Linked DNA regions of Sus scrofa: region 2 is linked to region 1. Evidence: chromatin contacts called from public Hi-C data. All regions are on one chromosome and are shown on one strand. Each heading gives the region's core, a stretch centred on a gene start, on an enhancer-like site or on the middle of the called end of the contact. The rest is flanking DNA. Distances are from core to core; before and after follow the strand shown. Region 1 holds the start of SLC35E4 (solute carrier family 35 member E4). Region 2 holds the start of OSBP2 (oxysterol-binding protein 2).

The links. A called contact is a pair of places that touch in the nucleus more often than the background predicts.
Region 2: a Hi-C map of embryonic fibroblasts shows a contact between it and region 1, with 2.0 times the contacts expected there. The contact joins the promoter of OSBP2 here to the promoter of SLC35E4 in region 1. A contact is called at or near these places in 1 of 5 promoter capture datasets (liver), 12 of 47 Hi-C or Micro-C datasets (brain, embryonic fibroblasts, epiblast stem cells and 7 more) and 2 of 2 datasets of contacts at active chromatin or transcription factors (alveolar macrophages and skeletal muscle).

Annotation. Positions count from the first base shown.
Region 1 is chr14:47,514,272-47,521,100 of Sscrofa11.1, reverse strand. SLC35E4 (solute carrier family 35 member E4) reads right to left here and starts at 2,499. Exons shown (of 4, transcript XM_021072952.1): 1 at 1-2,499. The coding sequence starts at 326. TCN2 (transcobalamin 2) reads right to left here. Exons shown (of 11, transcript NM_001244436.1): 11 at 5,135-5,701. The coding sequence ends at 5,640.
Region 2 is chr14:47,553,939-47,561,016 of Sscrofa11.1, reverse strand. OSBP2 (oxysterol-binding protein 2) reads right to left here and starts at 2,929. Exons shown (of 15, transcript XM_021072949.1): 1 at 2,255-2,929. The coding sequence starts at 2,907.

The DNA of each region.
Region 1 (6,829 bases), core at 1,250-3,749:
TGGCGGCGGGTGCGGCCAGGCATGGGGCGCTGGGCTCCCCGGTGGCATGCAAGTGCGGCTGCCAGCATGTGCAGCGCAGACAGCAGCAGGGGCCGCCCAAAGCCGTGCACTGTGAAAATCCACTTGTTGAGGCTTGACATGCTGGCTCCCGCCAGCAGCCACACCAGTGCTGCCACAGCCACCCGGGCCCGGCCAGGCCGCCCCAGGGCCTGGGGTGTGTCTGGGGGCCACTCGGGGGACCCGGCCAGCCGAGCCCCGCCAGCCAGTGCCACTACCTCAGCTGAGGTCATCCTGCTGTCATGGTGTTCTGGCGGGCAGCGGCACATCCGTACCAGTGGGGCTGGGGCAGGAGGCCGGCCCGCCAGTGACCAGCTCTGAGTCACCAGAGAGCCCCACTCTGGGTCGGGCCAGATCCGGAGTCCTCGGATCCCACCGTGTCTCTGACAGGTGAGGGCACTGCTTCTTGTGCTGGGCCTGTGCCAGCGGCTGTCCAGGAGCTATGCTGCGTTCCCGGCTCAGGCAGGGCAGAGCCCAGGTCGCTTCTACTAGGATGCCAGGCTCTTTGGTGCTCAAGCCTGGCCTAGTAAGTGCAGGGCACCTCTGCCCTGTGCCAGGCGAAGTCTCCACTCTTCTCCCCTCCCAGTGCCCGCTATGATTAGACGGAATACTCCTTTTTCTCTTCAGTCCAGACCCCGGGACTCTCCTGCGTTTTCAGGCTGTACGCAGGCCTGAAGGGGAGATCCGGGCTCCTGAGCCGGGCGGTGCTGGTTGTCGGGGCTCGCTGCCTCCGATAGCGCCCAGGCCCTGAAGCGGGCTGATACGCGGGCCCCTGTTCCGGCCGGTGCCCAGCGGCGAGCTCGGCTCAGCTCGGCTCCGGCAGGGCCTGCGCTCCAGCTCCGGCTCCAAGCGGCTCCGGCTGCGGTTCAGGCTGCGGCGGCAGATCCCGCCAGGCTCGGGCGGAGGGCAAGGCTCCACGCTCTAGGCCCCGCCTCCGCGGCCGCCCCTCTCGCCCCACCCGGAAAATTGGGTTGAGCCTCGGGCGTCACCTCTGGCTAGGCCCCGCCCACAAGCTGCCGGCTCTCCGTCTCTCCCCCATCCGCCTAGCATTCCCTCCGCCAGCAGAGCCCCCCCTCACGGGAGTGGTCAGCCAGTCTGTTCCCATTTACCCTACTGGTGGGGGATCAGGCCTCTCCCCACCTAGTGCCGTGGCAAGCCTCTTAGAGACGAACACAGAGCAGGAGACCACGGGGTATCTTTCTGAGGGAGCCTGATAAAGAGCCCTAGCCTCTCCAGAGATTCCATCTTCAAGGACACCCACCCCGGGAGACCTCCTTCGAAGATGGGCCTCGGGGCCACAGTTATATCCCGTGGGACCTCAGCATCCAGAAGAGCTGGACCACCGGGGCACCTTAATGCCCCTCCCTAATCCGAACACCTCCCTCTCCCAGCCCAGGGCGGGCCCCCTCTAGGCAGGCAGAGGAAAGCTGACTCACCAAGGCCACCCACAGCTGCGGAAGCAGGGCCCCGCCAGCCAGCATCTATCCCTGGCCAGCAGGCCCTGTCCCATCTCCTGGGCACTGGAGGCTGGTTCACAGCTGGACTTCCTAGTGTCCATTCTCTGTCCCCATTCCTGGCAGGACATGAGCCCCAGGTGGGCTGGGAGCCAGAGCAGCTGCCATTAAGCCTTTGCCCCTGCCTGAGTCTTGGCTTTTCCATCAGAATGGACGGTTAGTCTCAGAGCTGAGGTTTGGGTAAACAGCACACCCCAAAACAGGACAGGCTGATAGGAATTCCAGGCTGAGCCCTGGCCTCTCTTAGCTCTAGAGTCAGATATGCAAGAATCACAAGTGCCCAGTGCCCGCTGTGAGCCTCTTTTCTGATGCCCGGTTTCCTTCTGTGGGAGCTCCTGCCAGCTGGGATACTGTTCACCCCTAGCCTGTTTGACCAGCAAGTCCTTGATGAAGGCAACCTGTCTAGAGGAACAAGACCTCAAAGGGAGACCCTTAACACGGTCCCTGGCACCCTCTGGTGGCCAGAACAGAGAATTACTGCAAGTGTTCCCTAATCCCCATCATGATCCTTGGGCTGGAATTAAAATCCCCAGCCTCACTGCTGATTCAGACCTGCTGAATCACATGCCATCTGGTGGGCCCAGGAGTGTGCTTTTTTTTTTTTTCTTCATTTGCCTCTGATGATTCTAATACCTATAGGAGCCTTCAAATCACTGCTGAATACTACGAATTGTAGGGCAGGAGATTTCCAAGCGAAGGACCAAAATATATAGGTGTTTATTTAAACAGCGTTTCTCCAGGAGGGGTTGTGGGAGGGAAACTGAGCCAGTCAAGGGGCAGCCCACCTCGCCCCACATTTCCTGAAGAGGAGGAACTAGGGCCCCTAAGGGTTATATTCTTTTTAAGATTTTGTCAGTTTCCAGTAAGCTTTAATTAAAAAAATAAAACTTGGAGTTCCCATCGTGGCTCAGTGATTAACGAATCCGACTAGGAACCATGAGGTTGCAGGTTCAATCCCTGGCCTTGCTCAGTGGGTTAAGGATCCAGCCTTGCTGTGAGCTGTGGTGTAGGTTGCAGATGAGGCTCGGATCCCGTGTTGCTGTGGCTCTGGTGTAGGCTGGTGGTTACAGCTCTGATTAGACCCCTAGCCTGGGAACTTCCATATGCCATGGGTGCAGCCCTAGAAAAGGCAAAAAGACAAAAAAATAAAATAAAAATAAAAATAAAAAAACATAATAAATAACCCCCTGATCTTCTCAGAGCTGAGTTAGTGGGGAGTGGTAGGCAGTGTCTATACCTCCTCCAAGACTGCCACAAAGCACAGTGGGGGATTCAGACTTAGTCTGTCTGGCTGGAGAGCTCCAGTTTTTAACCTGCCTTGACCTTCAGGCAGTAAAGCTCTCCACAGGCTATTGTGGGAGACTGGGGACGGAGGCAGGTGCCCAGCTTCATGGAGGGAAGCAGGGGCTCCTTCACATCCCCTGGGGTCCACCTAAAAGCCCAGAGCAGCTCCCAGTAGCCTGGCCCTGCCACAGGCTCCCAAATCCCTCAGATCTGACTGTCTCCGCCCCCACTTCACCCCCCCCCCCACAGGAAGCAGGTGATTTGGGAAGGGTCTCCACCTTCAGGAGGCACTGGGAGAGAGGAAGAACCCATTTCCAGCAAGTGGGCTACAGAGGCTGTAGGATGGGGCTCTCTTGTCATTGCATGTTCCTAGACAAATCACTTGACTGCGGGGGCCTCAGTCTCCCCATCTGTAAACCAACCACCCCCATTGCATGTTCCTAGACAAATCACTTGACTGCGGGGGCCTCAGTCTCCCCATCTGTAAACCAACCACCCCCACCAAGCTGTGAGTTAGGCTGTGAGGGGGAACGCAGTTTGGATGGAGTCACACGGATCTAAATGCAGGTCAGAAACAAACCTGGTCCCCAACCCCAGGGAGGGCCTTTGCTTATCAGACTCTTACTGAGGATGCAGCTGTCCTCTCATCCATACCCCTTCTTGGTTCCTGCTGACTGAGCCAGACTGGACATCTGACCCAGTGTCAGGAGATGGCCTATGCCAGTCAGACCCATCCCCAGGCTTCAGGACTCAGGCTGAGAAAATAGCGGGCCTGGGGAACTGAACTGGAAGGTGACATAGTCACTGCTAGGGCCATACTCAGGAGAAGGCCTGAGCCCCAACTTCCATCTCCTCACTGCCTTTGGCTGCCCTTGAATTGGTGGACTGAGTGACCTGAGGTAAGCCATAGACCTCTTAAGCCCCCACGCTTCAAAGGAGGGCAGGTCCTGATTCCCCCAGTAAAGTGCCCTGGGCTGAGATTAAGGAAGGACAGTGAATAAGCACTCTAGAGGCCTGGGCCTAGACAGTGTCACCTTTTTCATTTGGCTTTCAGATACTTTGATCTTTATTTCAATATCAAAACATCTTTTAAATCACCTATTTTTCCTACCTGCCCAGACCCTAAACCTTGGAGACTGACTCTCCTGGAAGAAGCACATGTTTAATCTGCAGCATTGACAATTTGGAGTTACTGGAAAGCCCAATGTGCTGTCTAAAGGGGCCTCTGAAGGCAGGCCCCTTCCTAACCTTGCCAGGGGTGCCTCCCTGGCCTGAACCCCACTTCCCAGAGGGCCACCCAGAGCCTAGGCCCTCCTGCTGCAAGGAAGGCTCCCCACCCCACTGGCTGCTGAGGCCTGGGGTGGTGCCCTGACTGCTCTGGGGAAAAGCTCTAGGGTCCCGGGCCTCTGGTTGAATTTAGACTCTGTCATGAGATCCTAACAATCGCCAACTAAAAACTGGCACTACAAGGATTAGGTCACTAGCCAACACAGTTGCTGACCTTTAACACACCCTGAAAGGTGTTCAAGGTGATCAGGAATGAGGCCCTCTGTGCTCTGGGTAAACCGGCAGAACAGGCTTTCGAGAGATATTTTCAGGAGATTTTATGAGCCCAATTCTTGTATCTTCTCATATCTAGAAAAGCAGTGAAATCATTACGGTGTCATCTACTCCTTGTGACTAGGAGTAAGTAACTTTCACAAGATGAGCAGTAACCTTCAGGAGACTAGCTGTGACCTTCTGCCAATATGTGTACCTGACTGCATGTAACCCATTCACTAAAATCATAAATAACACTGATTTCTCCCCTACCTTTTCAGAGCAATTTCTCAGAGCTCTTTGAAATGCTGTCTCCCAGGCTACAGCCCTCATTTTGCCCCCAGGAACTCTTGCGTGGTGCTTTTTAGATGACACAATCATTGAGGCCCCTGATTTTCAGTGTTTCAGTCAGGGGGCCTCCCCAGGCCAGATCTGTCTCCTAAGCCACACCCCCTGACTGACACTGAGAGGGAGTCACTCCCCCTCTCTGAGCACCGTTTCCTCATCTGCAAAGCAGAGAGGAAAACAGAAATATCAACAACCTCAGAGTTGTGCAAGAAAGTGTCTATCAGGTACACACTCCCCAAACAGTAATCGCATCATAATGGCCAGCACCAGTCCCCCAGCACTCAGCAGAATGCTCACACATCCTCTTCCTCTGCCGCTCCCCAGGGGGTGTCTCCCCCTTCCCTGTCCCAGCCCCTGCACTGGCCCCAAGCATGAGGCCTCAGGACACTGGGGCACGTGCACAATCAATTCTTTAATTATTTTGGAGGTGCAGTGAGAGCGGGCCTGCAGAGTTCTTGCCAGCTGCTACCTCACGGCCGGCTCTGGGGCCACAGCCCTGCCTGAGTGAAGAGCTGGGGTCAGGCCATGGAGCTCTCCTTGCAAGACTCCAATCCTGGAGCCAGCGGTACTCACAACACCAACATCTGGCGGCCTTCTTGAGCCAAGGAGTCAACAGAGATATTCATGACCCCCTCTAGCCCACGTTCAGCCTTCACGGGATACCTGTAGGGCCAGGTACGGCCAAGCCCAGGCAGTCAGACCTCCTGGAGAAGGTGCTGGGCTCCCTGCTCCAGGGTGAGCAGTGGCTTAGGACCCCCACAGGGGTGGTAACTCGGGTGATCCAGGGACAAGTGCACAGGAGGAGGCAGCAGCGTCAGCATGTGGCTGTTACAGGGATGTCTGGAGAGAGAAGCCCAGGAAGTGTGGGAGGCAGTTAGGGTGGGTGAGCCCAAGGGGCTACCAGCGAACCAGCCTCAGCTCGATGGTTTCTCCATCTCTGGGTCTGTAATCAGCAATACCTGCAGAAACAGGTTGAGCAGGGAGATTAACAGGGTGGAGTGTCCCACCCCCCAACCTCCCTTTTGGAACCCTTCTCTGAGGCCAGGGTCTGTAAGATCTGCTCAGGACTTGGTGGTAGGAAACTGGGGGCTGTTCAGAGCCAGTCTAGAGACTGAACTCAGTTGTGACCTCAGGGTCACTGAGACTCAGCTCATTTTGCAGTGGGGGAGCCCCCAGAACGTGTGGGAGGGTATGGGACTGTGACAACTGACAGGTGGGGTCGCTGTCTATACAGTCACCCCCAAAGGACCATTAGGAAGAGGAACCTGCTCAGTGTGGTCTGGGGAGAACCAAGACCATGAGTGAAGTCACCCTTCACTTACTAGGGACAACCCAGGCTCCAGCACGACTCCTGGGCTCAAGACCCAGCTGTGCACACTAGGGATGTGACTTTGGGCAGGTTATTTAACCATCCTTCTGAAATGAGGATGATAATGATGTCAACAACAGGGCCCTTCTTTTCTCCACAGGAGAGGGCTTCCTCCTGGACTCAGGGGCTGAAGGGATGGGCAGCAGAGACACAACTGCCCACATCTGCCTCCTGGCTGAGTCCATCAGCCTCTCCCCTCAGCTGCGTCCACTGTCCAGGCTTCATCAGCAATAGAGGCCAGATCTAGACTCTCCCTCTGTCACTGCTTGGTTTTATTTCTCAATTTGTTCAGAAGCCAGGCAGGGAAAGAAAGTGCTTTTTTTTTTTTTTTTGAGCTACCTTAGAAAGTCCAATCTTCTGTAAAGCACTTGGCTCAATGTCTGGCGCATGGCAAGTACCCAACAGAAGTTCCAGGTAGCAGGAGCAGGGACAGATGACCCTTAAGTGTCTGTATGGTGACTGGGCTGATGCTTGGGAATGCTTATGACAGCTTAGGGTATGAGTTAGAAATGGAGACACCCTAAAGTTCCAGCAGAAGTTGCTAAGCTGCGATCCACCCACCCGACTCCACGCCGGGGCTGGGCCCTGACTGGCCTAAGCCAGCCCTGCCATGGTCCCTTTGCTCTATCAATGATAGGCGCGGAACTTGGGCCATCTCCTTGCAATAGGATTCTGCCTTTCAGAAGCTAAGAGACATTTGCTGGGGGATTCAGAGACA
Region 2 (7,078 bases), core at 1,680-4,179, 39 kb before region 1:
ATGGTTCCTAGTCAGATTCGTTAACCACTGAGCCACGATGGGAACTCCAAGAAGGACTTTTTTTAATTACCCAGAGAATCTAAACATTTGAGATTGCCTTGAAATGCCAACTGTCTATACATAGCTATTATAAGAAAAAAGACAGGACATTTTTGCTCTTCCAGTCAAAACAAAAATGCATGAGGTCAGATTTTATTTCCACTAGAACTAGGCCTTCCTGCATGTAAGACCCTAGATTCACAAACACTTTCTTGACCCCCGCAGGTCAGTAGCACCTGGTAAAACACAAATAATTCAGAAATACTGAACTCAAGGATGAGTGGGTATTGGGACACACATCTGGGACAGAAAACCCAGAAATATACCTGTGCACCTATGGTCAGTTAATCTACAACAAAGCAGGCAAGAATATACAACGGAGAAAAGACAGTATCTTCAATAAGCATGCTGGGGAAAACAGGACAGGTACATGTAAAAGAGTGAAATTAGAACATCCTCTAACACCTTACACAAAAATAAACGCAGAAGGGATTAAAGATCTAAATGTAAAGCCAGATACTAGGACACATATCTGGGACAGGCACAGAGCAAAAGGCCCAGGTCAGACTCTCTCTCGCCTGCCCACCTGGCCCAGAGATTCTGGACAAGCCACATCTCTCTGTCAAAACTCAGAGCTCCTCATCTGTACAAGAGGACAATCCTGGAACCCACTTCACAGTGTGGCTGTGAGGATGAAATAAATGAATGCAACATAAAACAGCAAGTGTGGTCCACAGTGGATGTGCCCTATGTGTTATGTCCCTTGTCCACAAGCAGACAGAGTGACACATACTCATAACAAATCACTGAGGATCCCTATCATTGCATGCCTTGATGAAATGTTTACATATCTTACAGAGTATGGGAAGTGAGATAAAAACACCATTTCGAAAAGGATCTCTTTTTGCTCAGTTGCCTCGCTCTAAGAACACTATGTTCTGTGATCCATATGATGCAGCTGAGTGGACTGAGGGGCAACAAGACACCACATGAGATGGACGCATTAGAAACACAGGTCAGCTTTCTCTCTTGCCAGGAATCAATGACAGTGACCCCGCTTTGAGTGGGAACTACCATTTAAGTTCAGTGGAGCTCCCAAATTCTCAGGGACATCACCGACTCAACCATCCTCTAGAAGCTGTGTTCCAAAAAGGCTAGGAAGGACCATATAAGTGCTCTGGTGGGTGACCTGAAGGAATACTGTCCAACTGAGTGAAGACAGCAAGGTGACCTGAGTTTGCAAAGAGCAAGGCAGGGCCCTCCTGCTTGCAATGACAATGCAGCCCTGCTTCTCAGACTGCAGCCCAGAACAGCATCACCTGGGAACTTATTAGAAATGCTGAATCTCAGATCCCTCCTAGACTCACCACAGAAGAAACTCGCAGGGTGGCTGAACACTTGAAGTTTCCACAAGCCCTTTAGGGAATTCTGATGCTTGCTTAGGTTTGGGAATCAAAGGAACAAAGTGATCTGGGATCTCAAAGTTTAAACCAACCACACCCAGGAAACACACCAAGGCAGCCTTTAGTATTTTCCCCCTTTCAGTCAATCTCAGGGGAATACAGTGTTAGCTATCTCTCCACTGGACTTCAATTTTTAATCCCACACTGCTTCTAGAATAAGAAAGGCCAGGGTGGGGGGCTTCCTGGTTCTCCATAGAATACCAAAATGGGCTCCTGAGGGCAGGAACAATGTCTGATACATCTGTGAGACTGCTGTGCCCAACCTAAAGCCAGCAACCAGCAGGCATCAGGAAAATCGAGAAATAGTCTGACCAACTGAGGAGGGAACTGGAGCCTCCCACGAGTGGGACCCAAGGGATGACAAGGTTACTATCCCCCTCAGTTCTAATACAACAATCTTAGCTCCTGAATCAAGGACTTGAGGGGCTGACTCTGGTTAGTTGGCCCAAGTCCCACAGTTACCAAAACCAGAGGGGTCCTAAGGCCTCAAATCACTCCCTCACTCCAACCTCCCTGCTCACTCCCTAGACTCAAGCTTGCCAGAGGTCACATCCACAGGGAACTCCCCTGTCAGATGTCAGGGCCCCAGCCCTTGAAGGTTGGTCAGAGGTATTATTTCTCCTACTAGACTACGTGTTCCCAAACGTCCCTAGGCTACCGGTGGTGTCCTCTAACCATGGATGCCCTCTGTCCCCATCACTGCAGCATCATAACCCTCCAAACTTAGACTCCATACCCTGACACTTCCATACCTGTAGTAAGAGAGGAGGCCATTGCCGAGCACGAACCAACGGCGCTGGTAGCCCTTCAGGTAGTTGGTCCACTTGAGAAGCCAGCCTTTGAAGCTGTCCAGAGGTAGTAAGGCCACCGGGACAGTGGAAGTTGTGCCACTCCCTGGCATTGGAGCCCCAAGATTTGTCTTCGTTTGTCCCGGTCGTGGGGGCTTTGATGCCGGCAACAACCCTGACTCGAGTTTGTTCAAGGGCACGCTCCCCGATACTGGCCCCAGGGCCGGCACCTGCTCGGATGGGGTCTTGGTGAAGGGCCCAGCCCCTGGGCTTGAGCCCAACTCTGGCCCGGGCCCTGACCCCGTCCCCAACCCGGGCAGCAGTTCTAATTCCTGTTTGAACCCTGGCCTCGGTACAGACATCTTGGACTCAGGCTCCGATCTTGGCATCCGCTCAGAAACTGGCTCCGACACCTGTTCTGACATCAGCTCCCGCCTGGGCCGGGGCACTAGCTGGGGCTGAGGCTTGGGCTCCGGCCCGGGGCCGGGCGTGGAAGCGCTCATGCTCGGCGCCGCCGTGTGGCAGGACAGGCAGGGGACAACCGTGAAGAGAGAGGAGAGCCCGCGGGAGCGGCCGCTGAAGCCGCCGCTTCGGCACAGAGCGGCCGCTTTCCCCATAGAGCCCGCAGACCCGAGCGCGGCCGAGTCGGGGGCGCGGGGGAGGGGGGAGAAGCGGGGGTGGAGGCTTGGGGCGGGGCCGGGGGCGCTGTCGCGAGAGCGCGTCGGGGGCGCGCTCGCGTCCCTCCCGGCAGGTGCACCTGGTGCCGCCTGCGCCCGCCAGCTCTCGTCCCCCTCTGCGCGCGGGGGACTGAACTTGGACCTCCACCCTCGCTTGCGTCGCCAGCTCCCGGCTCCGAGTCTAGCCCTAGGAAGACGCCCTAGAAATACTCGTGGGCGCGATCTTGACGAGCGAGCGAGCGCCGCGGAAGGGATGGCGCGCTTCAGACCACCATCCCTGCCTGCGCCCCAACCGGTGCCAGGCGCTGGGCGAACAATGATGAATGCGGAGCCGGCTCCCAGCGCAGCTCTGCACGCTGCCCCGCGCCGGCGCTCCCCGAAACCCAGAGAATGCTCCCGAAGCACAGGGACCCAGCCGAGTGACGTTAAAAGCTGGGGAGGAAGCCCAACGCCCCCCAAGGGGTCCATCACCTGTCTGTGGGTCCTTCCCGCTGCCACCAGGCTCAGAGGCCCGAAGTCACCACGCCTCTACCTCCTGGGTCAGCTGGCCTCGGCTTCATCCAGGACACTTCGCTGCAAGTGGCAACATGGTTCAGGCTCTCTAAAGGAATATAGAAAGAGTTTAGTAAGCGGAGCTTCTTAGTACAAAGGAACACATCTAAAAGCGAAGTTCTTAATTTGGAGCTCCTGGACATCCTGACAATCTGGGCTGGCGGCCTGTAAAACTTCTGTGGAGTTTTACCTGTTTGCATTTTTCCCGGGAGAAGGTCCCTAGTTTTCATGAGAGTCCCAGTGGGATCTGTGTTCCCAGAAAGGTTAAACATCACTGATTTTAAAGAATCTATCCTAAAGGGAAGGTTGATGGTTTCCACGAATACTAGGAAATACAGGCTGAAAGGATGGGTATTGGGCTTCCGCCCCCGAATGGTTGTTTTAGCTGCAGATTTTTGTAAGTTCTGGAGTGCAGAGACCTGCCCATCTTGGTATATCCCATATACCAAAGATGGTCCTCAAACTTGAATGTGCTGACTCAAGGGAAAGCGATTTGGAGGGGGGAAGTGGGTAGAGGAGAAATGTGCAAGTGGGGAATTCAGCTGGGGCTTGCTTTTCATTTATACCATTTGAACCTCTTGAATGTTTTAACTGGGTGTCGGTTTCACCTATTCAAAACTAATAATTGTTTCAAATCACCCCAGGGAAGGTTATTAGAAATTCAGTTTTTTCCAGCCCCGTCTCCCTGGGATTCTGAGTCAAACAAAAGGTCTGAGGGGGAATCCAGGAGCATGCATTTTAATGAGTTCCCCAGGGATGTCTAATGTGGGTGGATTGTGGACCACATTTTGATGGACAGTGATATGGAGGGAAAATCTTGGGCTTTGAGAGTCAGAGCCACTAGGGAAATCCCAGCTCTATCACACCCTAGCTGCCGGACCTTCAGTCACCTCACTGAGCTTCCTCTTACTCATCAGTAAAATGAGGATAATAATCCCTACCTCCAGGTTGAGAGTAAAAAAAATCATGTATGTCAAGCTCATTTGGCATGGTAGGTGCTCAGTATATATTCCCTAGTTATTGAACTAGAGGGTGTTCTGTGAAATGTTTGACGAAACAAATTAAACAGAGACTTGAGCAGTCTGGTCAACACCATGTTTTTCATGCTGTGAATTTAAGCATCTTGTGTGGGGTATGCAAGTTCCATTTAGCCACAGCTCCCACTGCTGCCTATTATCCTAAAGCTAAGTACACTGAACTCCCTGTGAGTCTGTGATCACCCCAAGGGGTGAAAACAAAAGTTCCTTTAAAATATTTAACTGGCTTCTAAAACTTTAAAATTGTAATACATGCATTATTTAGAACTGAAGTATATAAGGTGTATAATGAAAGAACTCCCCTCTTCCTCCTCTCTGGAGCAGTATGTGGATAGTTTCCACACATCTTTCCAGAAATGTTCTAAGAGAGCAGGTCCTTAGGATGGAGTTTATGATCTTCATATATTACGTGTAAATTTAAATGTAAGTGCCAATTTGTGTGTTCCATAGGTTTCATCATAATCTTAAAGGGGTCCGTGATCCGTCTACATTAAGAACCACTGACTTTGAGACTTTTCGTTCAGGGTATTTGAGAAGCACCCATGTTTGCCTCCCATCTTTCTTGAGACCCAAAGAGACCCTACTGAAACAAAAGTATAAAAATCTCAAATAGGGGAGTTCCTGTCATGGTGCAGTGGTTAACGAATCCAACTAGGAACCGTGAGGTTGTGGGTTCCATCCCTGGCCTTGCTCAGTGGGTTAAGGATCCGGCATTGCCGTGAGCTGTGGTGCAGGTCATAGACTCGGCTCGGATCCCGCGTTGCTGTGGCTCTGGCACAGGCTGGCGTCTACAGCTCCGACTGGACTCCTAGCCTGGGAATCTCCATATGCTGCGGGAAGCAGCCCTAGAAAAGGCAAAATAAATAAATAAATATCTCAAATAGTACTAAGCATTTGACAGCAAAGAGAAGTAAAAAAAGACTTTATTTAACAAATGTTCATTGAATTCATATCATATGCCAAATCTTCTTCTAGGCCCTGATAAATACCTCATGGTATTTATCATGATGATAGAGCAGTGAAAGAAATCTGACTAAAATCTCTGCCATCCTGAAGCTTACATTCTAATAAAAGAAGACAGGGGGAAAAAAATCATTTAGAGGGTGGCAGAGGCCATGGAGACAAAGAGAACAGTTAAGAGGGCTTAAAAACACCATGTTGGGGGTGTTTCAATTTTAAAAAAAGATGGATCACTGATGAATGAGAAATTTCAACAAGTGCTTAGAATATGGGAAGAAGGAGAGAGCACTTGATGAGCAAAACAGGTGGAAGCAGCGGCTGAGAACATTCTCTTAGCCAACTAAAGAGGAGGTGGGAGCCAGTTGGCTTGAAAGAACCCAGGGAGGCTTTAGGCTCAAAGTCAACAGGTTATGGCAGACAGTAGGAGGGGGAACAAAATGGGGGATTTTATTCTTCAAACTGGTTGGCGAGCCCATGATGTCTTGTATTTTTGTATGCCTTCCACATGTTTTATGACATCCTTTTGTGTCTGCTTAGTTATATAATAAACATAGCCTCACATACACCCTGGGGCAGGGGTGGGGGGATAGCTGCTCCAACCTACTGTCCTACCTCTCTCTACACTGAAGTTTGCAAAGTGCAGGTAACATTTCTCCCAGGCAGAAAACAATGTGTCTCTTCTCTAGAGAAAATGAATTAAATATCTGAGGTCAGCAAGGGCTTGCAGAGTGGATACTGGGACCACAAAATAGAGCCCTCCTGACTCTGCTATGTGTGATCTGCCCCACACACAGCTTCCAGCCAGATATCCTCATTCAGCAAAGGGGCCAGAGGTAAGCCAGACCTAGCTGCATAATAGCAGAGGAAACATACTGATTCATTTTACAAGGCACTTGCTAAGGGACATAGAGCCAGAAAGCAGTCGACTTGGGATTTGAACTGAGGCCTTCCTTCCAAATTTGTGCACCGTGCTGCCCTGCCTCCCTCTTAGCTTTTGCCTCTCTTTTCCTGGGTAAAATGAGACATAAACCAGCATCTACTTTTGAATCTGTGGCCACAAGCTGACCTGGATTTTTCTGGCTTTGCTCATAGCAGGAGTTGCTCCCATCCACTCAACAGATATGTATGGAGCATCATGTGTGTAAAGGTCTGTGCTGCATCTCAGGCTTGAGAATGGAAAGAAGTGCAGAGATCTGCCACCAGCACATGTACTATCCTCCACTCAAAAAACAAACAAAAAACAGTTGGAGGTAGGAGAGCTGAAGCCCAGAGAAAGGTTACTGTGGGAGGCCAGGATCCAGGTCAAGGCTCGCTTCTGGCTTGGCCCCCTCAGCCCTCAGAGTCCTGCAGAGCTCCCAAGTCAGCAGTTGGGCCAGGCCCTGAACTGTAATACCCAGGTAACACTTCTTGCCCCACCAAGGGGCTGGGCTGGGAAGCATCCGTTGTCGTCCTCTTGTTTGTAATAGGGGTCCTCAGGAATGAAGTGATTTGGCCTCCCTCCCAGATCCTGGCACACAGATCCAGCTGGAGGCACAAGCAGATCCAGCTGGGCGCGCAAGCAT